Linked DNA regions of Mus musculus: region 1 is linked to region 2. A link is a contact called in public HiChIP or PLAC-seq data. All regions are on one chromosome and are shown on one strand. Each heading gives the region's core, a stretch centred on a gene start, on an enhancer-like site or on the middle of the called end of the contact. The rest is flanking DNA. Distances are from core to core; before and after follow the strand shown.

What was found. HiChIP or PLAC-seq counts read pairs in DNA pulled down with a chosen protein or histone mark.
Region 1: a contact with region 2 is called in an HNF4G HiChIP or PLAC-seq map of pancreatic cancer cells. The contact joins two enhancer-like sites. A contact is called at or near these places in 2 of 115 datasets of contacts at active chromatin or transcription factors (bone marrow-derived macrophages and pancreatic cancer cells).

The regions. Positions count from the first base shown.
Region 1 is chr10:43,995,030-44,001,140 of GRCm38.p6, forward strand. Crybg1 (crystallin beta-gamma domain containing 1) reads right to left here. Exons shown (of 22, transcript NM_001368305.1): 4 at 2,023-4,318. Among named protein-coding and RNA genes, the nearest start is that of Gm40636, 30 kb to the left of the region's middle. Within about 2 kb of position 3,617, at least 80 of the 459 cell types and tissues checked have an H3K27ac peak or open chromatin away from gene starts, as enhancers often do. A contact at or near this core is called in pancreatic cancer cells, where this site is marked.
Region 2 is chr10:43,436,198-43,442,447 of GRCm38.p6, forward strand. Pdss2 (prenyl (solanesyl) diphosphate synthase, subunit 2) reads left to right here. Exons shown (of 8, transcript NM_027772.2): 8 at 3,602-4,051. The coding sequence ends at 3,760. Among named protein-coding and RNA genes, the nearest start is that of Bend3, 40 kb to the right of the region's middle. Within about 2 kb of position 3,669, at least 95 of the 459 cell types and tissues checked have an H3K27ac peak or open chromatin away from gene starts, as enhancers often do. A contact at or near this core is called in pancreatic cancer cells, where this site is marked.

The DNA.
Region 1 (6,111 bases), core at 2,367-4,866, 560 kb after region 2:
GGGCTGGGGTGGGGTGGTCCTGGAGTAAGGGAGGTTTGTCCCAAGAACCTTTCCTGGTGCCCCATGAGCTCAAAGCTATGCTCATAGTAACAAGAGGTTATCTGCCCTTTCTGAGTGAGTATGGGGTCTACAGCACGCCATTGCTCTGAAGTATTCACACGTGTTTTCTGGGGGGCTGAGTTCCCACATGAAATTCTAATATAGATGTGCTGCACAATTAAACAAAAGTTCTTCGGAGATCTCAATATTCAAAGGTAAATGGGTCTTCACAAACCCACTGGATGGAGCTCGAGGGCTCTTATGGAAGATATGGGGAAAGGATCGAAGGCTCCAAAGGGGAACAGGAATTCCATAGGAAGGCCATCAGAGTCAACTAATCAGGACCCTTGGAGCCTCTCAGAGACTGAACCACCAACCAAATAGCATACACAGGCTGGGTCTGGCACATACATAGCAGATATGCAGCTCAGTCTTCATGTGGGTCTCCCAACAACCAGAGCAGTGACTATCCCTAAAGCTATTGCCTGGCTATGGGTCCCATTCCCCTGGCTGGGCTGCCTTGTCTGGCCTCAGTGGAAGAGGATGTACCTAGCCTTGGAGAGACTTGATGTGCCATGGTGGGGGCAGGAGAATACACCGGTGGGCCCCACCCTCTCAGAGGAGAAGGGGAGGTGGGGATAGGGGAGGGACTGTGTGAGGGGGGACCTGGGGGGCCAGTGACGAGGATATAAGTTAATTAGTTAATTAATTAATTAGGAAAAAGTTTAAAATCTATTAGTTTACAAAATCCATGAAAAAGAGAACCTGCATGTAATAATGCTGAAAACCTGTGTGTGTGCACGTGTGTGTTAGTCAGAGTCATGTTAAACAGCTGAGGCAGGTCTTGAACTTTCTGTCTACCTGCCTTGGCCTCCTGAGTGCTGTGATTGGTGACATGTCTCATCACAACTAGCCAACCATGTATTTTGAAAAAGCTTCCAAAATCACAGAACATGAGAGGATTATAGCAAAAACCACCTCCACACCCTGCCCAGTGAAGAAGGGCGCCAGGTCCTTTCTGTGGTCATGTCTCTACTTGCCTGACAGCTTTGCTCACTGCAAAGCAAGTTATAGGCACAGTCTCCCTCAACTTAAACAGGGAGCTTGGAACCAGAAGGGCACAAACAATCCTGGGCTGGTGATGGGGCCCAGCAACAAACAGCGTGCTTACTAACAAAAGGCCCTACGTTCAGTCTCCATCAAAGAGGAAACTTCAGGCAGTTCAGAGAGGAAGAAATGGAAGCTGCATTTTGCAGCTCCCTCTATCAGGGAAAGAACGAATGCAAACTAAACTTTATGCCACAAACTTGAGGAAGACAAATTCCCATTTAGGTAGTTTCCCAACTACACATATGACGATTATGGAGAGCGAGTGAAACCTCAGAGCAAAGAGGAAGGAGAAGGGGGATCCTTGGGCTGGGCGGGGCCTTTGCAAGTAGAGGAAGCTGTTTCACACATCTTGAAAATTCTAAATATAGCACTGAGTGTTTTTACAGAGAATACAAAGAATACGAGTCTCCTAGGTTTTCTGATCGCTCAAAGCATCTTTCCTATACTTTCCATAGTACAACACTGACATTCACAAATGCCTTGAAACATAACTTATTCTCCCGGCTTGGCCACAAATGTCTTGGGGGAGGAAGTGTTGGTGTCTTTGTTTCTTGGACTCCAAGAGTTCCTTGCACATAGATTTAAAAGTGCACAGAGGTAGGGGTAGAGGGGTGAGGCAGTGGTGGTGCACACCTTTAATCATAGCACAGAGGCAGGTGGATCTCTGTGAATTCAAGGCCAGCCAGGTCTACACAACTAAATCCAGGACAGCCAGAGCTACACAAAGAAACCCTGTCTCAAAACAAAACAAAAGGTACATGGTAAACAAATAGAAACTTATTGCACATGTACAACCCCTGTAAAAATACAACCTGAGCCCCTCACTGCCTCTAGGTTTAGAAACATCCCATCTAAATAAGAATTAGTACTTACCATAGAGTCTGATAAGGACATTCCAGAAAAGGAATGGCCTGGGTCATACCGGCTTGCTTTGAAAAGGCCCAGGAAGTCCGCGTCCACGCTCCCAACATTCGGCAGGTTTGACTTCAGAATACCTTCCACGCCATCGCTGTTCTTCAGTTTGGGTAAGTCTGAAAGGTTGTTTTCTGGCAATTGTAGGTTGCCCTGAGAATTCACATCTTCCTTGCTTCCCTCTTTTTGTGGGTACTTTTCCATGTGGCTGGAACCCAGACGAGATGTATTTGATGAATTGAAATTGAAGACCTTTAAGGAGTTGTGGGGTGCAAGGTGTGGCTGTTCTTTGTCTGAGCCACAGGGCAGGCCACCCTCCTTCCTGGGCTGTACCACTGATGACTGAGATACGGAGCTGTTCTGAGAAGTGCTAAAAGATGTGCTCATTGTGTTGACTGACGTCACGGAGGGAGAAAAGACTTTGTCTTGTGGCAGAGAAGAAAGCATGCTTGAGAAAAGCGTGCTGTTTTCTAGCCGTGACCTCTTAACGCCGCCGCTGTTGATGTCCCTGTTCTCCTTGTCACTTGCTTCTGAAGTGGTCTGTGGCTCGCTCTTCCCATTACTGTTAGTGTGCAAGGACTTGAAGACGATGCTCTGCTCGGTGGATGCACGCTTGGCTCTCAGTTTGGATATGGGGTCGTGGTTCTGCAACAAGTGCAAAGCTGGTGACACCTCTGCCAGGCTTTCCTTCTTCTTCCCTAAACCAATGGTGAACACGTTGGGATCAAACACCTTTTCCAAACTGTCCTCGTGAATGGGAGGCATAGCGAAGTGAGGGGCTGGAGAGTTTGGGACCCGGGCCTTCTTCTTTTTCTGGGGCACACATACTGCACTGTCCATCTTTTTAATAATTTCAGTGAATTTTTCCATATCAGAAGAAGAATCCAAGACACTATTGTCACTACCAGCAGAAATGTTCAAAAGCCTGGTAGGGGTAAGTGGGCTGGTCGCATCTTGACCTGGCCTTTGGGGGCCTTCTGCATGACTTCTGCTGCTGGGAGAGTGGGTGAGGATGAACTCCGCTGTCTGGGGCATCCCACTGCTGCTCTGGATGGGCGGAGCCTTCTCAGGTCCTGACTGTGTGATGTGTGGTCGAGACTGTGCCACATGTCCTTCTCTGTGATGGATGTCCTTGGGTGATGTGTCTGGTGCATCCTCGTGCTGCGGAACACAAGTGGTGACAGACACCACTTCAGGCTCATTACTGTGACAGCTTGGCAGCTGTGCCTCTCTAACTTCAGAGCTCTCTGAGATGACCTGAGAGCTCACATCCTGAGGATTCTCCACGGGAAGCACAAAGGACCGGACCTGGACGAGGACTTTGGAGGGACAGTCTTTCCCCATAGTTTCTGGGCTGTGCTCTGGAGTGGAAGGGGGACTGGCTTCTCCCACTCCAGGTTTGGAGATGGGAGTTTTCTCAGTGTGAGGAGAGACTGGCGAAACACACCCATTGTGGTTTTCTGACACTTCTAGAGCAGTGCAGGGAACACTGCATATGGGAACTTGAACACAGCCATCTTGGGGAGCGTCCACAGAAATGGGTGCAGAAGGCGGGAGAGATGACTCCCTAGCTGACTCAGCCGCTGAAGCTGGCTGTGAGTCAGAAAATGCATCCTGTGGCTTTGGGGGAGCCTCTCTGGCATCACAAATGGCAGCGATGTCCTGTGCAACATCACTTGTGTTGTTAAGGACGGGGCCTTTGCTGTCAGCAGCCTCTGGCTGGCCCTCTCCTGAGAGCTCAGAGTCCTTCACAGGAACCAGAGCAGTGGGCCCTGGGTGGGAAGGATAGGCAGTGTCTGTTTGTACATCCAGCTTATCACTTTGCTCAGGCTCAGGGCGGAGGACCTGATCCTTGGTGGACTCTCCTTCCCCTCCTCTGGTGGCTGGACGAATCTCTTCTCTGGGGACAGGGACTGCTGTGCCTTTCCCTTCTGCAGATGGCTCTTTGACCACCAGGCCATTCTGGTGGCTGGTTGACACAGCTTTCTTTTCGGGTTGCTCCATTTCTTTGGCCTTTTTGGCTAAGTTCAGCTTCGCCCTCCCAACAAATGTCTTACTAGAGGGAGGATTGTTCCTTGTGTTACGGACGTCGGGGTGGCGGGGGCTACTGTTAGCCCGCTTGTTTTCAAATAAGGAGATTTTGTTGGCTGTGTTCCCCTTATGAACTGGCTGGCTAAATGAGTTGTGCTCATTTCCCAAACTGTCAGGATTCTTCGGAGTTTTCAGATTTAGTTCCACATGTTTGGGTCTGGCGGGGCTGCAAGGACAAAGCAACAGGGCAGTTAGCAGCCTGGTGTTAAGTCGACATACAAACCAGCTGCCAAAGAGACCACAAAGTCCGCATCCCCTGGTGTGTATCTGCTTTCCCATGAAACTTCCTAAACAATCCTACAAACACTAGCACATATTTTTAATATAAAGTATCTTACCTACATATGACAGATGAGACTATAAATCTAAGAAACTATTAATTTACCAAGTATTCATATTCATTCACAGTGAGTGGCACTGAACTGGCAGACATTACAAGGTATAAGGAACAAATTTAAATACTTAATGCCTTCCCATATTTTAAATGCGCAGTATGTATTTATGCATGCATGCATGCATGTGTGAAGTCAGAGGACAACCATGGGTGTCAAGGTTCGACTTTGCTGAGACAGTCTCTCGATGTTCAGCACTGCACACCCAAGTTGTCAGGTCTGGGAGCTGCCAAGCTTTTCTTGGCTCCATCTTCCATCTCACTACGGGAATGCTGGGATTAGAGACACTCATTCCCATGACCACCTTTTCTATGGGTCTCAGGTCCTCACACTGTATCCACTGAGCTGTCCCTCTGAACATGGAAAGTGTTTTTAAATCTTTCCTAAACCTGCTGCTCATCAGCATTCTGCCTTATTCCCAGTGGTTTCATATGCATAAATATTTTACTAGAATGAAAATGGCAGTGTTCATAGGGCTTGCTTGGCTGCTTGCCTTTTGCTAAGACAAAAGGATGAGTTAACATTATAACTTCCAGGGTCCTAAGACTGACTTCCTTGGAATTTTACACAAACATTAGTAGAAGCAAATTTTTTAACCATACGGCTATACCATAATTTGTTAACTGACTTTGTTAATGTGTCTAGGGCAGAGTCTCCCAGCTCATTCACATTTCTTAGGTCTAATTACTTATTACTGGGAATAATGTCTTTAGTGTACACAATGTGTTCTTTCACAATAGCAGAATGTGTTGTGTTGGCATTTGCCTGCCTTGGCCTCAGTCCTGGCTCTCACACTAATATCTGTGTGAATTTAGCCAAGGCATTTCACATATCTGGCCCATTGCTCTCTTTTGTATCTGTAACTTAAAAGGTAATACAAAACAAAACCCCTACATAATTTAGAACAGAATTAGTTTTTATTTCACACAAAACTTATGGTTAAGGGAATTTTGGAAGTCCCCTTAAGGGGTTACACTGAGGGCTAACAGAGGCTACAGGACCAGAAGGCTCCCCATGGCTGCTTTCAGACAGAGCCACTCCCACTTTTTTGTTTTATGAACCATTTTATATAAACATTCCTCAGGGCAGGCAGAGGAGCTTGTCAGTTTGTAGCCAAATGAAAACCACCGTTTGCCAAGCACTTGGGAAGTTATTTAATTTGGTTTACCCAATGTACAACTTGCCTGTTCTTTTCTAAAGAGAGAAAGCTGAGACCTAGAGAAGGTAGGTGACTCCTCTGAGGTCACCTAGCTGGTGACAAGGCCTGGGTTTGAAGCAGGAGCTCATGTCTCAGAAGCCACATTACAGTATGTGGTCAGACTAGACGGGCCTGGAGCCCCGCAGCCGCTTTCCTTATCAATGGTGTGTGTGTGTGTGTGTGTTGAACGTGGAGGGGATGGGGGATGGGAGATGGGGGTGTTCAGTGAGATATCAGGTCCATCAGAAACACAGTGTTTGCAAATGCTGTGTTAATTAATTATTGCTGTGTTAATTAATTAATGAGCAAAGGTGACAATCTGAGGAATCTTAAAAAAAGAAAGAGCGGACCAGTCAGCACAGGAAGAGA
Region 2 (6,250 bases), core at 2,419-4,918:
TTCCAGAGCCCGCGATGCGAGAACCAAGTTCTGAAAGCATCCTGTGCTCTCCACATTGTACCGTGGCCTGCCTGCCCACGGTCCCTCTCGCACAGACACGCAGCAATAATGCTTAGTGAAATGACTTTTAAAATGTCTCTAGTTAACTCTCCTGGTGTAATCGCAGTGTTGTGATTATGCAAGTCAAAACCAGGATGAAGCAGCCTGCTGCCAATGGCGTGCACCAAAGGTGTGCTTCTAATTAAATTTTGAAGAAAAAAATAGAAGACTTTTTAGCCTGGTTTTCAGAGCTGTCATGGTCCCTGCTGCCTGGCTCTGCCAGGCGTGCTGTTCTCAGCTCTGCTCCTCCCTGCACGCTCTGCTTACTGCTCCCCACAGCCTTCTTCCCCTGCAGTTAACTTACTACTCTTGACCCCACGTCTCATCAAAGCCCACTCTGCAAGACTTTCTGGTATCTCTCCTGGTTGACCTTATCTGCCCTGCCCTGCCCTGCACCTATAGTGCCACATCGCTGCCTTGGTATTGCTGCAGTTCAGGTTCTCTTTAGTTAGCTCCTGGGCCTTGAGCAGAGAGGACATGACTCTGACATTAGTTGGTGCCCCAAGAGTTCTTAGAAATTCAGCATTTGACTCCTCTAACAGATATCCACATGCCTCGGTTGCCAGCCTAGAAGTCTAAAGCATTTGGCTTGTCCAAGGAACGTTGACTGCTGTAATGAAAACAGGGCCACACTCACCTAAGTGTCTTCAGAATCTGAGTCCAGCCGCCTCTGAGCTTACTGTAGATGAAAGCAAAACTAATTTGATCTGATTAGGTGGAATGCCATAGTCAGGGAGAACTAAGGCCTTGGGGGGAGAGCTAAGCAGGCTGAGCTATAGCCATGAGTGCAACCATGATTTTACTGTCCAGTAATCTGTGCTCTCGTGCAGCCCCACCCATCCCCGTGGAGTTGATAGGATCCTCGTTTAGAGCCAGGAACAGTTAGTTGAGTTGTGTCCCTCAAATGGTAGAGCTAAGACAGAAACTTGAATCTGGCTGTGCACTCACTCAGTCCTTGGCAGGATCCTGGGGAAGCCTAGGCTGGAGTGATCGGAGTCTAAAGTTTAGTAGAAAGTGGCTCTATGGGAGAAGGCAGCAGAAAAACATGGCCTCAGAGGCGGATGGCGGTACATGCTTGTAATCCCATCTCGTGGGGGAGGCTGAGACAGAAGAATTGCTGAGAGTGTAATTCAGGCAGAGATGATATATAGTGAGAAGGCCAGGCAGAGTGAGATGCTGTCTGCCCTGGTCCCCCAAAAGTGAGATGGCTTCACAGGTATAATTACACTACACAAGCTTCACATAAGTTTGATCCCCAGAACCCACATGAAAATGGAAGAAGAGAACCTGATCTCATACCACAATTTTGTGGGTTTATGCATGCATGTGCACTCGTGTACACACATACACACACACACACACACACACACACACACACTGTAAGGAAAGCTGAAAACAAGAAATGTGGCCTCTTCTAATATCTGGAGTAACTGAGCTTCCCTGGACCTCTAACCCCTTTATCCTATAATTAGAGTAATACACCAGCATATATTTTTATTCATGTTTTATGTATTATACAGTATGTAGCTTAAAGTCTCACAGGGAAGTCAGTACGTGAGTAGAACATTAAAGTACAACACTGTAGTAACTGTACTCCAGAAGCACACAGGCTACTCCAGAGGGAGAAGAGCAGCTGGTCCCTGGTGCCATCGTCCTGGGTGGCTGAGTGCCTTCCACCCAGGTAGAATCCGGGTGGGAGGGGCTTACTAGGAGTGGACCGGCAACCCCAAGGGAGCCAGTGTGTCAGCTCTGAAAACTGCGGCTAGCTCCCCTTAATACATGAGCAGAAGACAGAAGGGAGAAAAACGAAGCTGGGAGGGACTGGAGAGAGGACTCTTGTTCCTCCTGGGGAACTTGAACTGCTAAGGCTGTCGGAAGGCAGTGACAGATTTTAGACGAGACCGTATTTGATTTATAAACCTTTTTGGCAGTGTGGCAATGTGGATGGAGCTTGGGAAGGATCTTTAGGATGTGAAAATAACCTAGCTGGGGGGAAGATGAGAACCCCAGTGTAGCACAGTTTAAAAAGTAGAAAATCAAAGAGCTCAAAGGAGCTGCAGAGATGAGGGCTTGCTGACTGTCAGTGAAGATGTCCACATCCGTCCAGCGGTGGCAATGCTGTCTGTTAGTCTCAGCACTCAGGAAGTAGAGGCAGGCAGCTCTCTGAGTTCCAGGACAGCCAGCACCTTCCTGGCAGGATATCCAGGTCAGAGAAACCCTGTCTCAGAAAACGAAAAGGAAACGTTCACAGGAAGGCTGTAATGCTCCCTGCTGTGACTCAGGTATCCAGGCAGTAGAATATCTCTGCTGTGGGGCTACCCCAGCGCCAGAGGGAAAGCCCTAGAGGGATTCCCACGGACAGTTCCGTGCTGCATCCCGTCCATAGCATGCATCTTCCATGACTCATAGACTGGGTCTTACTACCTGGCCCCACCCAGTCTCTAAGAGTCAGAGGAGTTGGCCTCAGGTGAGCTAGCCAGGGACTGCCTGGTGCCTAGGTGAGGGAGTGAGGGAGACCCTCACTGAGACTATTGAACAGGACAAGGTCATTTAAGTTCAAAAGATGAAGCCTTTTCCAACTACAACTATAATGATTTTGTTTAGTGTTTTTAAGATGTTATTGCTAGTCACTTGTATGGCCTGGCGCATATGCGTGCAGCTAGCTGCCTGTGGAAGCTTTGGGGAGCCGCCAGAGATGGAGGAGAGTGCAGGCCAAGGCAAATCTGCAGCCCCCTCTTTGTTTTTCTGTTTGTTGGTTTGTTTTTTGAAATAGAGTCTGGCCATGTAGTCCTGGCTGACCTCTAACTCACAGAAATCCACCTGCCTCTGCCTTCCAAGTGTTGGAATTAAAGGTGAGCATTGCCCGTCAGACCCTTTGGTTCTTTCTTTGGTCACAGAGAGAGACCGGAAGTCAATTTGCTGGCTGGTGAGAACCACTACATTAGCAAAAATGCTTTGTTCCATTTTCCCGAGGAAAATATTTTTGTTTTTAAATAAGTCATACTCAGATTTAATAATATGTGTTTTTCTTGAATTTTGATTATTGTATCAACATAAGGTGTTTGAATTGTTTTTTTTTTAAGTTTGAAGATGTTAATGGAGGCTCCTCCTCCCTCCCCACCCCCCACCCCCTCCCACACACACACACACATAAAATAGAGGCTGTTGAATTCGCTGTTGAATTCCAAATGCCAGAGATACCACAGCTTGGCCTTCATTACTGCCTTCCCAGCATGGGACTCTGTGCAGATCAAGGGGTGGCTGTGAGAGGAGCTGTAATTGGGCTGATTGGAGCCATTGTGCTGCTCTGGAGCGAGGCTCCCGTAGCCTTAGGGAGGTGATGGTGTCTGGAGAGCACCTGGAAACCTGTCCTCTTTCTCCAGACGAGAGAGCAGAAATACTGGATTTACGTGTTTCCTGTCCCTCACTCCCACCCCCAGTTAAATTGTGGTCCTCACTGTACAACCAAAACCTGACTTATTGTGCATTTATTTCCTAACAGTTGCGAGAAACAATCAAAGCTGGCAAAGGTGTGACTTCAGCTATTGACCTGTGTCGTTACCATGGAAACAAGGCACTAGAGGCCCTGGAGAGCTTCCCTCCCTCAGAGGCCAGATCGGCTTTAGAAAACATTGTGTTTGCTGTGACCAGATTTTCTTGACACCAAATTAAAAAGACACTATTGTTCCTTAGCTGAAAAACCCAGAGAATGAGGCGGACAGGAGAGCTTTTGGTGATGAAATAAGTAACGTGTTTAATGACTTTAGAAATATATGTATTTTTTTTTTCTGTCCTTTATCTGACTGCTTAATGAATCTATCCTTTGGAACCACTACAAACAAAACGAGAAGGAAAAAGGTCACGCGGTTTTCACTTGTCACGCCAGAGCACACTTGAGGCTTCAGCAACAGAAATAATTAATGAGACTCGCTCCCGTGACCTCAGCAAATGGACAGGAAATAAGTCCTTATTGATTGGACCAAGCCCGGGATGGCGCCAGGGCGGTGGCTGTGGTTTTCCTTCCACAGAGGACAGAGCAAGCTGGAAGCTGCAGGTGTCGAGCGAAGCACTGGATGCCAGCTCTGGGGGACACATCAACACCAATGACCAGTCTGTCGTAGTGGAGAAGACCTCAACGCATTAAGCAAAAGTCTGTGTTGCCTGCTGTCTTGAAATCATGTGCATATAGTGTGAGAGGCTTGGGCATCCTAGTTCTTATCAGATTTGGGAGAAGTGAAGGAGATGTTAAGCTGCCAAATACTTGAAATTGAATATTAAAATGTTACCAAGTGTTGACTCAATTGTATAAGAAAGTGTCTGCCTTTCTTTCTTAAAGATCAAATTTAGGACACATTTCAAGCTTGGCATGGTGGCACACACCTTTAATCTCAGCACTCGGGAGGCAGAGGCAGGCTGATCTCTGCGTTCGAGGCCATCCTGGTCTACAGAGTGAGTTCCAGGACAGCCAGAGCTACACAGAGAAACCCTGTCTGGAAAACAAACAAAAAAGATACAATTCAAAGGCCAGTTTCTATATTTCAAAAGCCACGTATCCATTTATGACACTTTGTCTGGGGGACTCCCTCTGGTGTCCCCAGCTTTCAGCAGTGTAACTGTAGTACTGGGCCTTGGTTGGTGAGAGTTTTGTTTTAACCTCAGAATGTCAACTTTTGATATTGAGACACAGACACTGAGTTCCAGAAAGAATACAAGCGCTCACATAGGCCTGCAATCGGATTCTGGCTCCATGCGGTTGGCAGACGGTTGCCGTGGTTTGCACAAATGCAATCGGAGAATCCCGTTGACAAGAAGGCTGAGTTTACATAACTGGTCTCGACTGCCTTTCCTCCTCCTGTGTGTAATTACAGCCCTATCTGGAGACAGAAAACACGGGAAGCAGATTGTATTACCTACTCTGCTCAAACACTAGGGAAGTCATCTTAGTTGAATTCCTCCTCCCAAAAGTTTGAAGCAGGCCCTCCTGTGGCCTGCAGTGAGGAGGACGTGTAAGCCCACAGAGGTTAAGCTGTTATGAGTGGACTCCAAGATAAGTGACTGGGTCACACTACCACAATCTATAGATTGCCCATAGAGCATTGCACTTGTCTGTTTGAAGCGAGTCTTCTCAGTGAGCATGGCTTAATTAGTAACTATGGTGACAATGCTATAGCTCTGAGTAGGTTCTAATCATTAACTTTCCTGAGAAGGAGCCTACCCCACGCCTCGGATCTGTTTCTCTGTGTGGTCAAAAGTCACTCCCCTCTCACCTCAATTTCCTCTCCTGTAACAGGAGATGATAGGAAATGAATGAGTGCCTTCCAGATCTGTGTATGAGTGACTGTCACACTGGAGTGGCCACTCCCAGCACTTTGGGAGGCAGAGGCAGCCCGGCTAAGCTACATAGTGAGTTCAGAGGCCAGCTTGGACGAAAAAGACCCTGTCTGAAAACATGCAAAGTTCACCATTTCTGATGACCTAGTAAACATGCTGCATGAGATAGGGGGGGAGGGGGGGATCTTGGAAGCTCTGACAGGCAGCTAAACGTCCAGTCTCCTCACATGACCTAAACCATTCCATCTGCCCTTATATGACATGTGACATGGTCCTGGATTCCTGTATTTCAACACCCACCTTTGCTTCTTTGGGATCTTTCTACCTCTCTTTTGTCTTCCAAGAGCTTCTGTGACCTCTATTCTGTCTCCTCCTTAAAAAAAAAAAAAAAAAAAAAAAAAGCTGGGCCTGGTGGTGCACGCTTTTAATCCCAGCACTCGGGAGGCAGAAGCACGCAGATTTCTGAGTTTCAAGGCCAGGCTGGCCTACAAAGTGAGTTCCAGGACAGCCAGGGCAACACAGAGAAACCCTGTCTCAAAACAAAACAAAACCTTCAATTAAAAGTCTTGGTTTCGGGGGCTGGTGAGACGGCTCAGTGGGTAAGAGCACCCGACTGCTCTTCCAAAGGTCCGGAGTTCAAATCCCAGCAACCACATGGTGGCTCACAACCATCTGTAACAAAATCTGATGCCCTCTTCTGGAGTGTCTGAAGACAGCTACAGTGTACTTACATATAATAAATAAATAAATCTTTAAAAAAAAATCTTGGTTTCAGGGCCAGTGATATAGCTCAGCACATAAAGTCACTTGCTGTGCAAGG